5 separate regions of the Mus musculus genome follow, and regions 1, 2, 3 and 4 are each linked to region 5. The links are chromatin contacts, called in public HiChIP or PLAC-seq and promoter capture Hi-C maps. All regions are on one chromosome and are shown on one strand. Each heading gives the region's core, a stretch centred on a gene start, on an enhancer-like site or on the middle of the called end of the contact. The rest is flanking DNA. Distances are from core to core; before and after follow the strand shown. Region 1 holds the start of Best2 (bestrophin 2). Region 2 holds the start of Rad23a (RAD23 homolog A, nucleotide excision repair protein). Region 3 holds the start of Gcdh (glutaryl-Coenzyme A dehydrogenase). Region 4 holds the start of Prdx2 (peroxiredoxin 2). Region 5 holds the start of Pkn1 (protein kinase N1).

Evidence for each region. Promoter capture Hi-C pulls out the DNA fragments that hold promoters and counts their contacts. HiChIP or PLAC-seq counts read pairs in DNA pulled down with a chosen protein or histone mark. Capture Hi-C pulls out chosen DNA fragments and counts their contacts.
Region 1: a promoter capture Hi-C map of neutrophils shows a contact between it and region 5, with 4 times the contacts expected there. The contact joins the promoter of Best2 here to the promoter of Pkn1 in region 5. A contact is called at or near these places in 3 of 39 promoter capture datasets (the C10 cell line, neutrophils and pre-B cells) and 1 of 9 other capture datasets (liver).
Region 2: a contact with region 5 is called in a promoter capture Hi-C map of pre-B cells, with 3 times the contacts expected there. The contact joins the promoter of Rad23a here to the promoter of Pkn1 in region 5. A contact is called at or near these places in 6 of 39 promoter capture datasets (hematopoietic stem and progenitor cells, hippocampal neurons, liver and 2 more), 1 of 484 Hi-C or Micro-C datasets (B cells), 4 of 115 datasets of contacts at active chromatin or transcription factors (bone marrow-derived dendritic cells, large pre-B cells, microglia and 1 more) and 3 of 9 other capture datasets (adipose tissue, liver and macrophages).
Region 3: a contact with region 5 is called in a promoter capture Hi-C map of liver, with 2.4 times the contacts expected there. The contact joins the promoter of Gcdh here to the promoter of Pkn1 in region 5. A contact is called at or near these places in 1 of 39 promoter capture datasets (pre-B cells) and 1 of 9 other capture datasets (liver).
Region 4: an H3K27ac HiChIP or PLAC-seq map of thymic regulatory T cells shows a contact between it and region 5, with 9 times the contacts expected there. The contact joins the promoter of Prdx2 here to the promoter of Pkn1 in region 5. A contact is called at or near these places in 2 of 484 Hi-C or Micro-C datasets (B cells and myocytes), 6 of 115 datasets of contacts at active chromatin or transcription factors (bone marrow-derived dendritic cells, bone marrow-derived macrophages, double positive thymocytes and 3 more) and 1 of 9 other capture datasets (liver).

The regions. Positions count from the first base shown.
Region 1 is chr8:85,013,131-85,015,830 of GRCm38.p6, forward strand. Best2 (bestrophin 2) reads right to left here and starts at 1,278. Exons shown (of 10, transcript NM_001130194.1): 1 at 1,247-1,278; 2 at 252-456; 3 at 60-154. The coding sequence starts at 403.
Region 2 is chr8:84,839,206-84,841,905 of GRCm38.p6, forward strand. It overlaps Rad23a (RAD23 homolog A, nucleotide excision repair protein), which reads right to left and starts at 1,447. Exons shown (of 9, transcript NM_001297606.2): 1 at 1,289-1,447. The coding sequence starts at 1,360.
Region 3 is chr8:84,892,493-84,895,192 of GRCm38.p6, forward strand. Gcdh (glutaryl-Coenzyme A dehydrogenase) reads right to left here and starts at 1,429. Exons shown (of 12, transcript NM_001044744.1): 1 at 1,250-1,429; 2 at 1,063-1,192; 3 at 956-982; 4 at 529-672; 5 at 339-401; 6 at 1-80. The coding sequence starts at 1,189. Gm39213 (predicted gene, 39213) reads left to right here and starts at 1,516. Exons shown (of 3, transcript NR_168730.1): 1 at 1,516-1,614.
Region 4 is chr8:84,968,216-84,970,915 of GRCm38.p6, forward strand. Prdx2 (peroxiredoxin 2) reads left to right here and starts at 1,407. Exons shown (of 6, transcript NM_011563.6): 1 at 1,407-1,547; 2 at 2,025-2,129; 3 at 2,221-2,374. The coding sequence starts at 2,027. It also overlaps a transcript of Rnaseh2a not described here.
Region 5 is chr8:83,697,865-83,700,564 of GRCm38.p6, forward strand. Pkn1 (protein kinase N1) reads right to left here and starts at 1,315. Exons shown (of 22, transcript NM_177262.4): 1 at 1,103-1,315. The coding sequence starts at 1,123.

The DNA.
Region 1 (2,700 bases), core at 28-2,527, 1.3 Mb after region 5:
GATGGAAAACAGATTTCTCCCTTACGTAGGAATAAGATTCTCAGGGGGCCCAACCTCACCAAGTACGAAAGAGACGGGGATGAGGCTGGCGTACTGGTCGCAGTATATGACAAGCTTCTCGAAGTAGCGCTTCTGCTCTTCTGCCAGTAAGAAGCTGTGGGGTAGGGAATGCAGTAGCTACAGGTCTCCCCTCCACTCCCAGTCCCTTCCGCAGGGCTCAGATCCCCAGCCCCAACTCCAGGTCTTCTCACCGATAGGCGGCGCTTAGTGCCATGTAGAGTCCCAGGAAACATAACAGCTCTCGCCACAGGAGCTTGTAGATGCTTCCGCGCCACAGCAGCAGCAGCTGCGAGAAGCCACCGAAGCGGGCATTCGCCACTCTGGCTGTGTAGGTGACGGTCATCGCTGCGCCTGGCCAGTGTGGCCAATGGAGAAGGTTTTAGCCTGGGTCCGGGCCTGTGAGCCAAGGGAAGATGCTGGGAGGGGCTGATCCTGGGGCTTTCAGTTGAAGGTGGAGGTGCGGGCGACAGCGCAGCAGGTGATGATATCCAATGTCTCAGCACCCTAGCACCTCGTTGCCCTAGGGCGGTCCTCACTCCCGTCCTGGTACCACCCTACCCCAACCCCCAAACGCCCCCCCCCTTTTCCCGGGTCCTGGCCCTTTCTCGAGTTCCCATCTCCCAGTCTTGCTCTGCCTTCCTTCTCTAGACTGATGGTCCAAGCCCCTTGGACTTTATCTTAGGTCCCTCACTCCTAAACCTTTGGATGAATCTAGTCACTTTTTGACCTTCCTCCCACACACCCTCCTATCCCTTTCACCTGTACAACACTCAATCTTTTTGACTTCCTGAGTCTTCAGTTTCTAATCCTCAGGGTTCAATATCCCCCCTCTTGTTGCCCACTCTCCCAAGTTTGGCTTTCTCTCTGTCCTCTCTTGAGACTACAGTCTGCCCCGGCAGAACTACTATCCCCCTCATATTCAGAACTGCTCTGAATGGCGTCTCTAAAGCTCCGGCTCCCCAGTCTGTCCAGCAGCCTCCCTTCCTCTGACAAGGAACCAGCTTACCCCAATGCCCATTTAATCCCCCAGCTCCGACACCTCCAGGCCTTCTTCAGATTCTCCTTTACCTTTCTTCCTTTTGTGCTGCCCCTCCTAGCCTTCCACTCTGCCCCTCTCTCTCCAGGAGTCCTGCCCAAAGCCTGCCAGTCCAGGGCCATTTATTCTCCCAGACCTGGCCCTTCTCACCTGTGGCCGTACAGGGACACAAGGGACAGAGACTAAAAGGGAGGGTGTCTTCAGTATTGGGTGGGGCTGAAGCCAGACTGTTTGGGAAGGAGCTGGGGAGTGGGCGTGGGCAGCCCCTCCCAAGTCCATCCCCTTTAGTTGAGTTACAGCCTCAGAACTTTGTTTGGAGAAGGTCTGCCAGTTTGTCTCCTGGGCAGGGGGGTGGGGTTGGGTGGGGTAGTGGTAGTGTGTGTGTGTGTGTGTGTGTGTGTGTGTGTGTGTGTGTGTGTGTGTGTGTGGTCTGCCTTGTACTTTTTTGCTCCTCTTTGTATCCCTCCCTCCTAGGGAGAAGGTCCAAGGTATCTGGAACCTAGAGCTGAAAAAGCGGGAAGGAGAAGGTCTCTCTCTCTCTCTCACACACACACACACACACACACACCCCACATCCACAGCCCAGCAAGACTGGGTCACCCTTCAGTTTCCTGTGGTCTCAAGCTGTCACAAAGATGCACATCACATTGTAGACCCAGACACACATTTTGCTTCCCTTACCACAGTGGCAATCTACACTGTCACAGAGACTTTCAAGGTCAGCCAGGAATGCTGGCAGCTAAAGGCAGGAGGACTGTCATGAGTTCCATGCTACCCTGGGTTACAGAATGAGACGGAGTCCCACAAACCCAACAGATGGAGAGGTGGCTCAGTGGTTGAGTGTATATTGCTTCTGTAGAATTTGTCCCCCACACCCAGTCTGGTAGCTCACAACCACCTTTACCTCCAGCTGCAGGGGACCCAAGGGCACCTGTACCCAAGTGCACATATCCCAACCCAGGCAGAGACACATATAGACAGAAATGAAAAAGTACATGTGGTGACTAAGAACTCAAACTGCCTGTACTTTCAGAATTTGGTACCTATACCCCTACTGTTGCTTACAAGTGTCTAAAACCCCAGTTCTAGACTTTTTTTTTTTTTTTTTTTTGAGACAGGGTTTCTCTGTGTAGTAGTCCTGGCTATCCAGGAACTCACTCTGTAGACCAGGCTGGTCATGAACTCAGAGATCTACCTGTCTTTGCCTCTCAAGTGCATCAACACCACCCAGCTTGAAATAAATATTTTTTAAAAAACCCAATAGAGAAAAGAAGTCAAAGACACCTCCAAACTCACACGAGAAATAAATGTGGGAGCACCTCTCTCAAAATAGTGGGATAGTCCTAGGGTCAGAGGAGGAACTTGGGGGTTCCTGACATTTGCTAACGTAGTGAAGGCATATTTGCAAGGACTATAGGTGTAGCTTAACAGCAAAAGACTTGTCAAGCATTTGTAAAGCCCTAGACAACATCCCTAGCATCAACAGGGATCCTTACTACAGTTTCATCAACTAAAACCCCAGTGACACCCACCCATTTGTACATTAATATATGGAGGCAGGCATGGTGGCATATGCCCATAATTCAAGCATTTGGGAGGCTATG
Region 2 (2,700 bases), core at 197-2,696, 1.1 Mb after region 5:
TTTGTTTAGAGAAAAAGCTTTGCTTTCAATCCTATGAGATTCCTATTCAATCTATCGAGCTGACAGCAGTCTATTACATGCCAGACACGGGAACTGTTCACCGTGTGTGTATATGTGTGTGTGTGTAATGGTAGTGGTGGTTTGGGGACAGACCCCTAGCTCAGGCCTTGTATATTCAAAAGCTCCATCCCCAACCTGTTTTACAACTTGTTTTACAGAGGCCTGTGGAACAGAACAAACACAAGTCAGTGTTCTCATGAAGAAGACACTGATGTGAGAAGAAAAGCAAACTTGTATTTCCAATGGGATGTGGTTAGGAGGGGAAACAGTAATAAGAAAATGAAACGGTGTATCCATCGCTGGCCTCAAACAGTAACTTTTCTGTACTTACTGAGGTCATCTTTCTTCCCTCCATTTTTGGAACAGGATTTTATTCTGTACTCAACTCCAGGCTTGCCTAAAACATCATAGCCCAGGCTGGCCTAGAACTCCAGGTAATCTCTGCTCAGAGATTATGAACATGACTACCAAGCTTAGACTTCACTGAGGGTACACCAATGGCTTCAACCTATGTTTTGAGAAGGTTTAGGGGAGGTGGCCCAAGACAGCAATATCAGTTACTTGGAGGTTAAGTAAAGAAGGTTCACATGAGCCCAGAAGAACAAGACTAGACTCCACTCTCAAAAAGCAAAACCAAACAAAAGTTCATACAGCATGTTTAGGCTGCTGTTATGTGAAATGGAGAAAAAAAAAAATCTTGTCACTGTCATTATTGGCTGTGACCGTGGCAAAGTTCCTTAACTCCGTGGTTGTCAAAAGGGGAAAGTCAGGAGTCCCCAAACGACAACACTGTTTTGCAGACTCAGCAAGATGACACTAATACTCTGGTAAAGAATAAACTGGTAAAGAATAAACGGCCAACAAAGACGGACCACCAAAACTATTAAGATTAAGACCATTTATTATTATCATCATTGTAGTCACCAGTCGGCACCTCGTTGGCACTGAGGGCAAACTGTGCCACCTGAGCAGCTTGCAGGCTGGGAACGCGGAGCCCGCAGCTGACACGGGAGCCAGACCTGGGAACTCCCAGGGACTGGCCCGGGAACAGCGCCCGAGCCGCCGGGGCAGGGCAGGGCCGATCGGGGGGATCCGAGGAGGTCGGGCTGCTGGGGGAGGGCAGGGCCTGGCCACGGCGTCCTCTCCGCCCCTCCCGTTGGATCCCGGCATCCCTGCCCCCACCCACCCCGGCACCCGGTCGCTCCCGCCCCCGGGCTCCGGCCCGCACCGTCTCGTCAGGTTCCATGCGGATCTTGAAGGTCTGCTGCTGCAACGTTTTAAGGGTGATGGTGACGGCCATGGCGGGGCCGGAGCAATGCGGCAGCCCCGGGATCCTCGTACTACATGCAACTCACGCCGCCGCCATCTTAGCGCCCAGCCGCGCCGCGCCAAGCACTTCCGGGGCAAGTGTGCAGCGCCCGCCGATCGTCAGCGCCGGTGACACCCTCCTCGACCTCTAGAGCATGCGCGGCTGCACCTTACCTTAGACATGCGCAATCTTAGCTTTGTGAGCTTTTGCTGTGTGCACCAGCATTCCGCTGTCTTGGTGACATCATTTCTGCTAACAGTGATGTCATTATACCCACAAAATGGCTCCTAAGGACTTTTAAAGTTTTTAAGGTGTTTGTTGTAGATTTCTGCTCCTAAGTTATTTTTCATACATTCTGCCTATTTCAAGTGACCCAATTTGGATCTGGTCAAAATAAAAGGAATCTTAGCAGAGGACTGCCTAGAAGTTACCATCAATCAATGTAGAGGAGGGCAACTATGTGACCCCATTTTCAAGGACCATCTTAATTTTTGGAATAAATTTACACTTCTAGTTCATGAGTTCCCCACATCTTTGTAATCCTGCAATGACCTACCTATTCATCCAAACATTTTCAAGGTTCTTTTATATTAAATATGTAATTCTCCCCTCCATAAATTTTCCTTACTTACACCAACTCTTAAGGTACCTACATTTTTCGTGGGGGGAAGGGGTAGTATTCATGAAGCTTTAGACCACCCTCACATACCAAAAAGTAATGAAAATGTCAGACTCAGGATAGGGCAGTTCATCAGGGTGATTTAAGGGACTCTCAAACAGAACTAACATCACCATCCTCTTAGATGCTTGCTTTGCCCAGTGTTTCTATCCACACCAATGATCAGGCAATTAACCAAGGCCTGCCTCCCTCCCTTCACTTGAGTCTAGACTCCAGAATTGAAAGCTAGATCACAACTTTCTTGTGAAGAACACAGGCTTCCTCCTGCCCATTCTTCAACCTACTACACTAGAGTATAAAAGGCAGCCTTGAGACTCAACAATGAGTCTCTTCTTTTCCTTGTGGTGGGGATGGAACCCAGGCCATGCTAGCTAAGTGTCCAACTGAACTACATAACCCAATCCTGGAATCTATCTTTATCAGCTCAGTCCTAGAACCATGGGCCCTTGGGGAAAGTAGATCACTGTCCCTGAGCTCAGTCAGTCCCTTTGACTATTATCTACCAGCATGCACCCCACTACTGTGAACTTTGCTCAGCTTTCCTAGGTGTCAGTCCAACAGATCCATCCCACTTTTAACCAAGATGGCTAATATTTGAATTCACTAAATTCTAGTCAGTCTGTCAATGAGGTCTGTGCTAGAATCAAAACTT
Region 3 (2,700 bases), core at 179-2,678, 1.2 Mb after region 5:
CCTGTAGCCACTGTCCACCCTCTCAAGCTCTCGGGTCAGGAGCCCATAGGCCACCGACGACACACCAGCACAGCCATACCCTGGTGCAAAAGAAGAACGGGTAGACCAAAGGCCAAAGATCAGCCCTGGGACTGAGTAGGGCTGTAATATGGCCCTTCTGGAAGTGGGCAGGGGGCTGCCCTGGTTAGGACTTTGTTCCTCTCAAACCCACAGCTGTTTTCAGGAGAGATAACCATTGCCCATTTTACAGATGAAATGCGTGACTGAGGAAAAGGGATGGTCCTTCAAGATGTTGTAGGTGGGTATAGGCTGCATAGTATACACAGAAATGTCCTTACCTTTAATGGTGGGTCCCAACACGCCCAGCTCCCCCATCTCATACACAATGTCCCTGTGAAAAACTGCAGAGATGGGTGTCAGAATCAGACCCTGTCTCAGTCTCATGGAGTCCCTGACTCCAGGGACTGCAGCACATGCAAATCATGTATGGTTGTGAAACCCAGCATGCCCACCCTTCCACCAAGGCACCTTCATTTCGATTAGCCAGCAGAATTCGAGACATAAGCCGCTCCTGGCAGTAGTTACGGAAGGTGTCCCTGATCAGTTTCTCATCGGCAGTCAGCTGCTCCTCCAGTATGAGTGGGTCCTTCCAGTCAAACACGGGGCGAGAGGCTGGGTAGAGTATGGGGGTCGAGTCAGCCAGAACCCCTTATCCTCTTTCACATTTTTAAGCTGTACCCATTCCCCGCCCCCCATCTCGCTCCAGGTGAATTCTGGCTTCAAAACAGTCTGACAAGCGCAACCCCTCTCCAGCCAAGTAGAAACAAATACCCTCTACTTTAGACTTCTGACCCTGGGGATAACCCAGCCTCCCTTCCCAGAAGTCCTTGCATTCATGGACTAGCATGGGTCAGAGAAACAGCTGGACTGGGAATAGGTGGGTAGGTGATCTTACATTTGGCCGGTCGGATCTGTGTCTTCTCTGCAAACAAAGGACGAGAACGCCACACTGAGAAAGTGTCCTGTGTCTCCCTGCCCACCCATCCAGAGCCTTGCACTGACCGGTGTGGGCGGCCGCCGAGCTCCAGGTACGTGGAAAACGCGGGAAGCGCAGGCCGGACCTGCGGCTCAGCAACCGCGCGGAGACTCCTCTCAGGGACATGTAGCCGGTGAGCATTGCAGGAACCATAACCTGGAAGGGCTGAGCGTCAGCGGGGACCAGCCTTCTCCCACCCCATACCCTTCATACCTGGTGCTTGCGGGCTGTGCTCCGGGACCAGCACACTAGGCCTAATAGGGGTTGCTCATTGGTTCCTCCTTGGTTCCTCCCAGAACACCGCCTCCTCTGTGGCTCTGCCTTTTAAAAGAGCCAAGGCAGCTGCCTGGTTTTGCAAGCGGGTTCTTCCATGCCCAGGCAGGTCTCTCCTTTAAACAGCAGAACCAGGAAGGGGCGGAAACAAGTGTGCAAACCCGATTGGCCAACTGTATTTCTGCCCCGCCCATTCCTGGTTAGCTAGTTGCCCAGAGCCTGAGAAGCGGGATCCCAAGTTCAATAAGAACGCCTGGAGGCCAGACCTTGCGAAATCCGCAAATGGGGTGCCTGCAGAGAGAAAGGTGGTGAGCCCCATCCCAACTTGTTGCTTTGTGTGTACTTCGTGGAAGGATGTGATCTTCTGTGGCAAAGTAACTGCATTTCTGTGTACCTGTGTGGTTCTCCTACCTTCTGGGTGTTGTGCAGAATAATCTAGAATATGTTATAACTGGGTGTCTTGGATGTTACAGTTTCTATTGGAGTATGCACTGATTTGGAGAAAATTAAGACAAGAATAGAAAAGAAGGGGGGGCATAACTGTATAAACTCTCCTGAGAAATAGTAACTGGTTATCCTGACAAAGCAGCCATCTAACAATTGTCCTTCAAAAAGAGAAAGCTCTAACCATAGCTCCAATATCTGATTCTCAAAAGTGCTTGACTGACCAACCACACAGAGAGACTTCCCCTTATAGACTTACATCGACCCTTTTATGGTTTTTAGTTTAAGGCACCAATGAAGATTATTGGCTTAGCAATAATGTTATAACTATAAATGTTATAGAAACCCATCTGTGCAATTGCTCAGACCAACAGTAGGTTTCTCCTCTGGGCTTGTGAGTAATAAATTCTTCTGATCCTCTTCTCAGTTGTCAAAGTCTGAGGGCAGCAACTTGTCATTTGGACTTTCCTGTAACGCATTTTATGGGGTTGTATTTCTATCTTGTAACTGGCTATGTAGCTGGGTAGTGGTGGCACACGCCTTTAATCCCAGTACTTGGGAGGTAGGGGCAGGTGGATTTCTGAGCTTGAGGCCAGCCTGGTGTACAGACTGAGTTCCAGGACAGCCAGAGCTATACAGAGAAACCCTGTCTCAAAAAAAATAAATAAATAAAATAAAATAACTGGCTATGTCTCCTCTTGTAGCTGTGTGTGGGTGAAAGCTACTATGATAGTCATCTTTACAAGTGTATCTTGTGGTGTGTGTGTGTGTGTGTGTGAAGTGCTAGGAAGCAAACCTAGCATTCTACTCAAGCTCAACAAATACTGCATCACTGAACTAAACTATATTCCTCCAGTTGTTTTCTTTTCTTTTCTTTTCTTCTTCTTCTTCTTCTTCTTTTTTTTTTTTTTTTTTTTTTTTTTTTTTTTTTTTTGGTTTTTCGAGAC
Region 4 (2,700 bases), core at 157-2,656, 1.3 Mb after region 5:
GACAGATGTTAAGTTAAATGATATAATTGACATAATAAATGCACTTAAACCCCCTGGTGCTGAGCTAACTTGTAGCAACAAAGTAATTTTTATGCTCAGGAGAAGCGATATATATATATTTTTTAAGGTAGTGCTAAAGAGCCACTGACCTACAGTTTTACAAGACCCTTTCCTTTCCTTTCCTTTCCTTTCCTTTCCTTTCCTTTCCTTTCCTTTCCTTTCCTTTCTTTCCTTCCTTCCTTAAAAACAAAACAAAACAACAGAGCCTCATGTACCCCAAGCTGGCCTCCAAGTCCTTGGGTAGCCAAAGATGTCTTTGAATTTCAGGTCCCTACTCCTCCCAAATGCTAGGATTGTAGGTGTGTACGGGTACAGTGGATTATGCAGCGCTGGGGAAGGATCAAAACTTCGGACATGCTGGGCCAGTGCTCCACCAACTGAGTACCAAATGCAATCCCAACCCTTCATCAGAATTCTTCACTGATACTTCCTCATGTAGATGAACTCACAAAGGCTGGTGCCCCACACCCTTCCTCAGCAGATCTTTGCCAAATGGCATCCCCTTTCCCTATTCTTCCCTTAGGCCTTTTGCTGTTCCCTTTTCACTGTCTCACAGTCCCTGTGACTTTAACTGTGCTAGTCATTCCAGCTGTGTTGGTTCTTACCACCTCAAGCTGACTGGCCAGTTTCTTTCTCTGCCTCCACCCTTCTAGCACTATGTTAATAGGTTGTTTATTAGACAGGCAGTGTTTAATATAATTATCAGATGACCAAGGAAGCTGCGGGGCAAGAAGTTGAGAACAAAAGGTAGTACGGTTGGGGCATGGCTGTAAATTTTCAATAAAGTGAAACGGAACAAAATAAAACAAAACAATAACTCACAGACGAGAAATCACACTCAGAGAAAAAGTGCCCAGTTCCTTGAGACCCAGCCTGCACTGAGCTGGGCAGGGATCTGAAGTCAGCCAGAGAGGGTCTGTTTGTAGGGCCTTGGCCAAGTGAGGCCTTCGGGGGTTGGGGTGGGGAGGACACCTTTTCATAGCGTAACTCCCGTCCACCTGCTAGTTTACCCTTTTGTCGCTGCAGCGTCAGCAGCTCCCAGGTATCACCTTCACCGTGCGGGCCAAAGTATTGGTAGTCTGGGTCGATCTGAGTAGGGGACACCAGACCTAGGAGCACTAGGGGAGTCAGCAACGGAGCCAAGTGGCTCCGGGCCATGCCCGGATTCCAACCGACCCCAACGCGCCCCGTGGCCGAGGCTCGCGAGGAGCCCACAGCACAGACAATCTTGGCGTCCGAAAGGGCACACCCCACCCAACCCTTGTGAAAGCGTGTGGACCGGGCCACGCGGCGCCTTCCCCTCACCCCCCCGGCAGCCGCAATGGATCCGACCGCGGCGCTGTCCCGCCCACCTCCCCGCGCACTGCCTGGTGTGGTTTGGGCCACGCATAAAAGGTTCTCCGGCCTAGGGCTCTCTCGGTTTTGAGATCTCTTTCCTGTCTCTACCCGTGTCTGGACGTCCGTGTGTCCGGCTCTTGCTCACGCAGGTATGAAAACCCAGAATGCACACGAATGGGAGGAGCCCCACTAGTGTGGTGCAGGCCTCATCACGACCTCTATGCTTGGAGGTCTTTGTTTTCCATGTTCAATGGTGGCCGCTTTGTCCTTGCCCGGGAAACCAAGGCCCGAGCCCTGGCTTGCAGGCTGGATCACCGAGCTCGGCAGTCCATCGCTCTTAGCTTAGCCGTCCTATTCTGGAACTAGGAGCTCACTTCCCCCTCCACCCGCACTCGGTCTGACTCCATAATTTGGGTAGCAGCGGTGACCCATCATTCGTTCCCTGTTTAGGGGGGCGGGTATTCAGAGGCCTTGCAGACTTTATACTGGGAGGGTGAATATGAGCGCTCCTTCCACCTCTCTCGGTTTTACTATCTAGACTTAGCACCAAAAGTGACCTTGGAAAGGCAAGACAAAGGATCTTCTAAGGCTCTAAAGACCAAGCTTGTGTGGGTCTCTGATTTCAGTCATGGCCTCCGGCAACGCGCAAATCGGAAAGTCGGCTCCTGACTTCACGGCCACAGCGGTGGTGGATGGTGCCTTCAAGGAAATCAAGCTTTCGGACTACAGAGGTGAGGCTGAGCGGAGTGGGAGCAGGTGGGGTCAGGGTCTACATGTGAAAGAAGTTAGCACTGACTTCCCTTCCGTTCTCCTCTTCCCTAGGGAAGTACGTGGTCCTCTTTTTCTACCCACTGGACTTCACTTTTGTTTGCCCCACGGAGATCATCGCTTTTAGCGACCATGCTGAGGACTTCCGAAAGCTAGGCTGCGAGGTGCTGGGAGTGTCTGTGGACTCTCAGTTCACCCACCTGGCGTGGTAAGGGGCTGCAGGAGGAGGGTTGCAGGGGTCTTGAGGTAGGTGGTGAAGTGGGAGGTGCAGAGAGGATGAAGGACCGCCCAAATTATAGGGACAAACTGTGTCTTCCCGTTTTTCATCTTATAAAGAATGGAAACAATGACACCCAAGCCCACACGAAGATGATAGTAATTAGCATTTGGCACCTTGTTGGAAGGTACCTGCCAAAGGAGTCTCAGTTCTCTGGAGACAGGCTGCCTTGCTGTATTTTGCTATTCTCAATAATGATGGGTTGTGCTCCATACCAGAGCTAGATGGTGATGGGAAGAATCCCCCTGTGTGCGCGC
Region 5 (2,700 bases), core at 65-2,564:
CCAGCCTCATTCTGGGAATCACAGCCTCCATGTGCGTCCTACTCGGGACACACCAAGCACATGCATGTACTGGGACAGCCCTGCACAGCCCTCAGTGGGCTTGAAGGGGAGCCGGCACCGGTGCATCAGCCTGGAGGTCTGACCTTGTGAGATCGGCAGCACCAGATACGCCCAGCTCCTCGGCAAGGCCGGCAGGCCATCAGCAGGACTGGGGAAGACGGGTACAGAAGGGTACAGGGGAGACATGGGGGCAGGTGTAGAAGGAGATGAGAACCAGTTACACAGGACAATGGACTGCATGGTGACGAATTAATGGAGCCACAAAGATACAAAGATCTCAGATTTTGGGCCACTGAATTAGAGTGGGGAGTCAGTCACCCCGACCCTGACCCTGCTTCAGTAACGCCCAACAGGTCACACAGGGAAGGCCATGTGGCTGGCAGATGCCAGTCACAGGTGTCTGTTGCGAGGGAGTAGAGACCCAGCCCTGTCACCTTCCAGACATAAAATCCTTCCTGTCTGTGTGACAGGACACGCCCCACCTGGGTTACAGCTCCATCTGTCAGCCTGAAGGGTGGTTATGGGGAACAAGGCGGAAGGAGGAACCCGGCCTCAGGCCTAGTGAAGTGACTTAGACACTTCCTCCAACAGGTGCCCATCTGGGTGGCGTCAAGACCATCGTAAAGACGTCTGCAGGCGGGGGTGGCCCGGGCTTTGTTGTGCGGGGGAGGGGATCGGGCCGGGCACTCCTCCGGTCCGGGGCAGGGTGCCAGGCACCTGCTCCAGGTGAAGCGGCACCTGACAGAAACCGAACGCTGCAGGACCCAGAGTAGGATGTGGGGACGACAGGCACCGGGATCCGCAGCTAGCCTCGGACACCGAAGTGGGGACCCCGCTACACACGCTGACTCTCGGGGAGGGCCAAAGGAGGGGATGCTGGGGTAGAATCCCGAACAGCACCCCTTCCTCCGACCCGGTCGGCGCCTCCACCTGCTACAAGGGCCCGCGCGGGCTCCCGATGGGGACCTCGTCCGGGACTCTACCCGTGCCTGGGGTCCTCCGCGCCTTCTGGCCGCCCCGCGGGTGCGGACAAGTCGCCTACCTGTACGGCGTCGCCGGCCATGTCCTCCGGCCGCCCGCCAGGGGTCCCAGCGCCAAGGAAGGGCTTGCGAGCGCGCGGGCGGGTGCGGCGGGAGGCGCGGCGCCCAGACCCTCCCAGGCGCGCGGCGCGCTCCGGCCTGCTGCGCTCGGCCCGGCCTGGCCAGGCCTCCGCCGAGCTGCGCCCTCCGGCCCCAGCGGCTGCAGGGTGGGTCACGTGAGCGCCGAGGTCCGCGCCTGGGGAGGAGGCGGGGCGGGGGCGGGGCTCCCGGCGGCCCCCGGGGCTTGCAGCGGGGAAATAGGGTCCCTGTTGGCTGTGGGGTGCGGCAAGCGCTCCTTGTAGCGTAGGGGACTCTGAGCGGGCCTAAGCGACCGCGAGCCTCAGAGGCCTTGTCCCCCGCCTCCAACCCCTTTGAATGCAATGGTCACCGTCCACCACCACCCTCGACACACACGGCCCAGCTGCACAGAGGCATCCTCCCTCCCGTTTCCCGGGAGGCAAACACAGGGAGAGCCTGACTTCAAATCCCAGTGTCCTGGGCCTTGGGGGAACACAATACCCCTCAGGACTAGGATGTCTGTAAAACTTGAGGAAGAGTAGGGCAAGTGTATAGATCCCAAGTGCACAATAAATGCCAGCAGTTGTCACTTTTAGCTCATTTTTTTAAAGACTTTATTTTGATTCATGTGTGTTAGGAATAAGTTTCGGGGTGGCAAAGAAAGAGACCATCCTTCAAAATGAAATGTCCGAACAAGGCAAACTTTACTCTTCATCAAGACAGTGCGCTGCGGAAAAGCAAAGAGAAGACAGGAAGTGCATATGGTTTCTATTCTAACTCAGGTGACCTCGCAGTCTTATTCAATTGGCTAGTCTGAGAAAATTGGCGCAGAGGAAATTGAAGGGGAAAGGGGTCACTGCTCCAAGCGATCAATTTCCTAGAATGGAGCGGGGGGGGGGGGGGCGCTTTGTATAAACAAAAGTTTTACTGGGTGAGGAGGATTAAAACATCTCCTTAAAAGTCCTATAAGGTAGGAGAGATAATGATTTTAATTACTGTCCAAAAGACTAATCTTATACTATTTGCTAGAAAAGACTCATATTTAATTTCTTGCATGTGTATATATGTGTTTCTTTGTGTGAGTTATGCACATGTGTGTGGGTGCCTCTGGAGGTCAGAAGAAGACATGGGATGCCCTAAAAGGAAGTTATAAACTGTTTGTGGACTGCACCACCTGGGTGCTGGGTCCAGACTTGAGTTTTCTACAAGAGTAGTATTGCTTCTATCTCTTCAACTCCTATTTTAATCTTTATACCATTTATTGAGTGTGTTCACGTGCATGTACCACACATGCCAAGCCAAATGTGTGGTGGCCAGTGAGTGACTTACAGGATGGCTTTTCTTCTGCACCCTATCATTTGGGGGGGGCACCCAAACTCATCTTCCTAAGCCCTGAACAGGCCCAATACTCCATCACTGAACTCTCAAGACTACAGTAGAGGCTTCCTTCCTTGTCCCCCAGCCGCCTCCTCCTTACAGTCTCTTCCCCAAACCGCATACCAACGGAGCCTAAAGTCTAGACATTTCCAGGAGGAGCCCACCA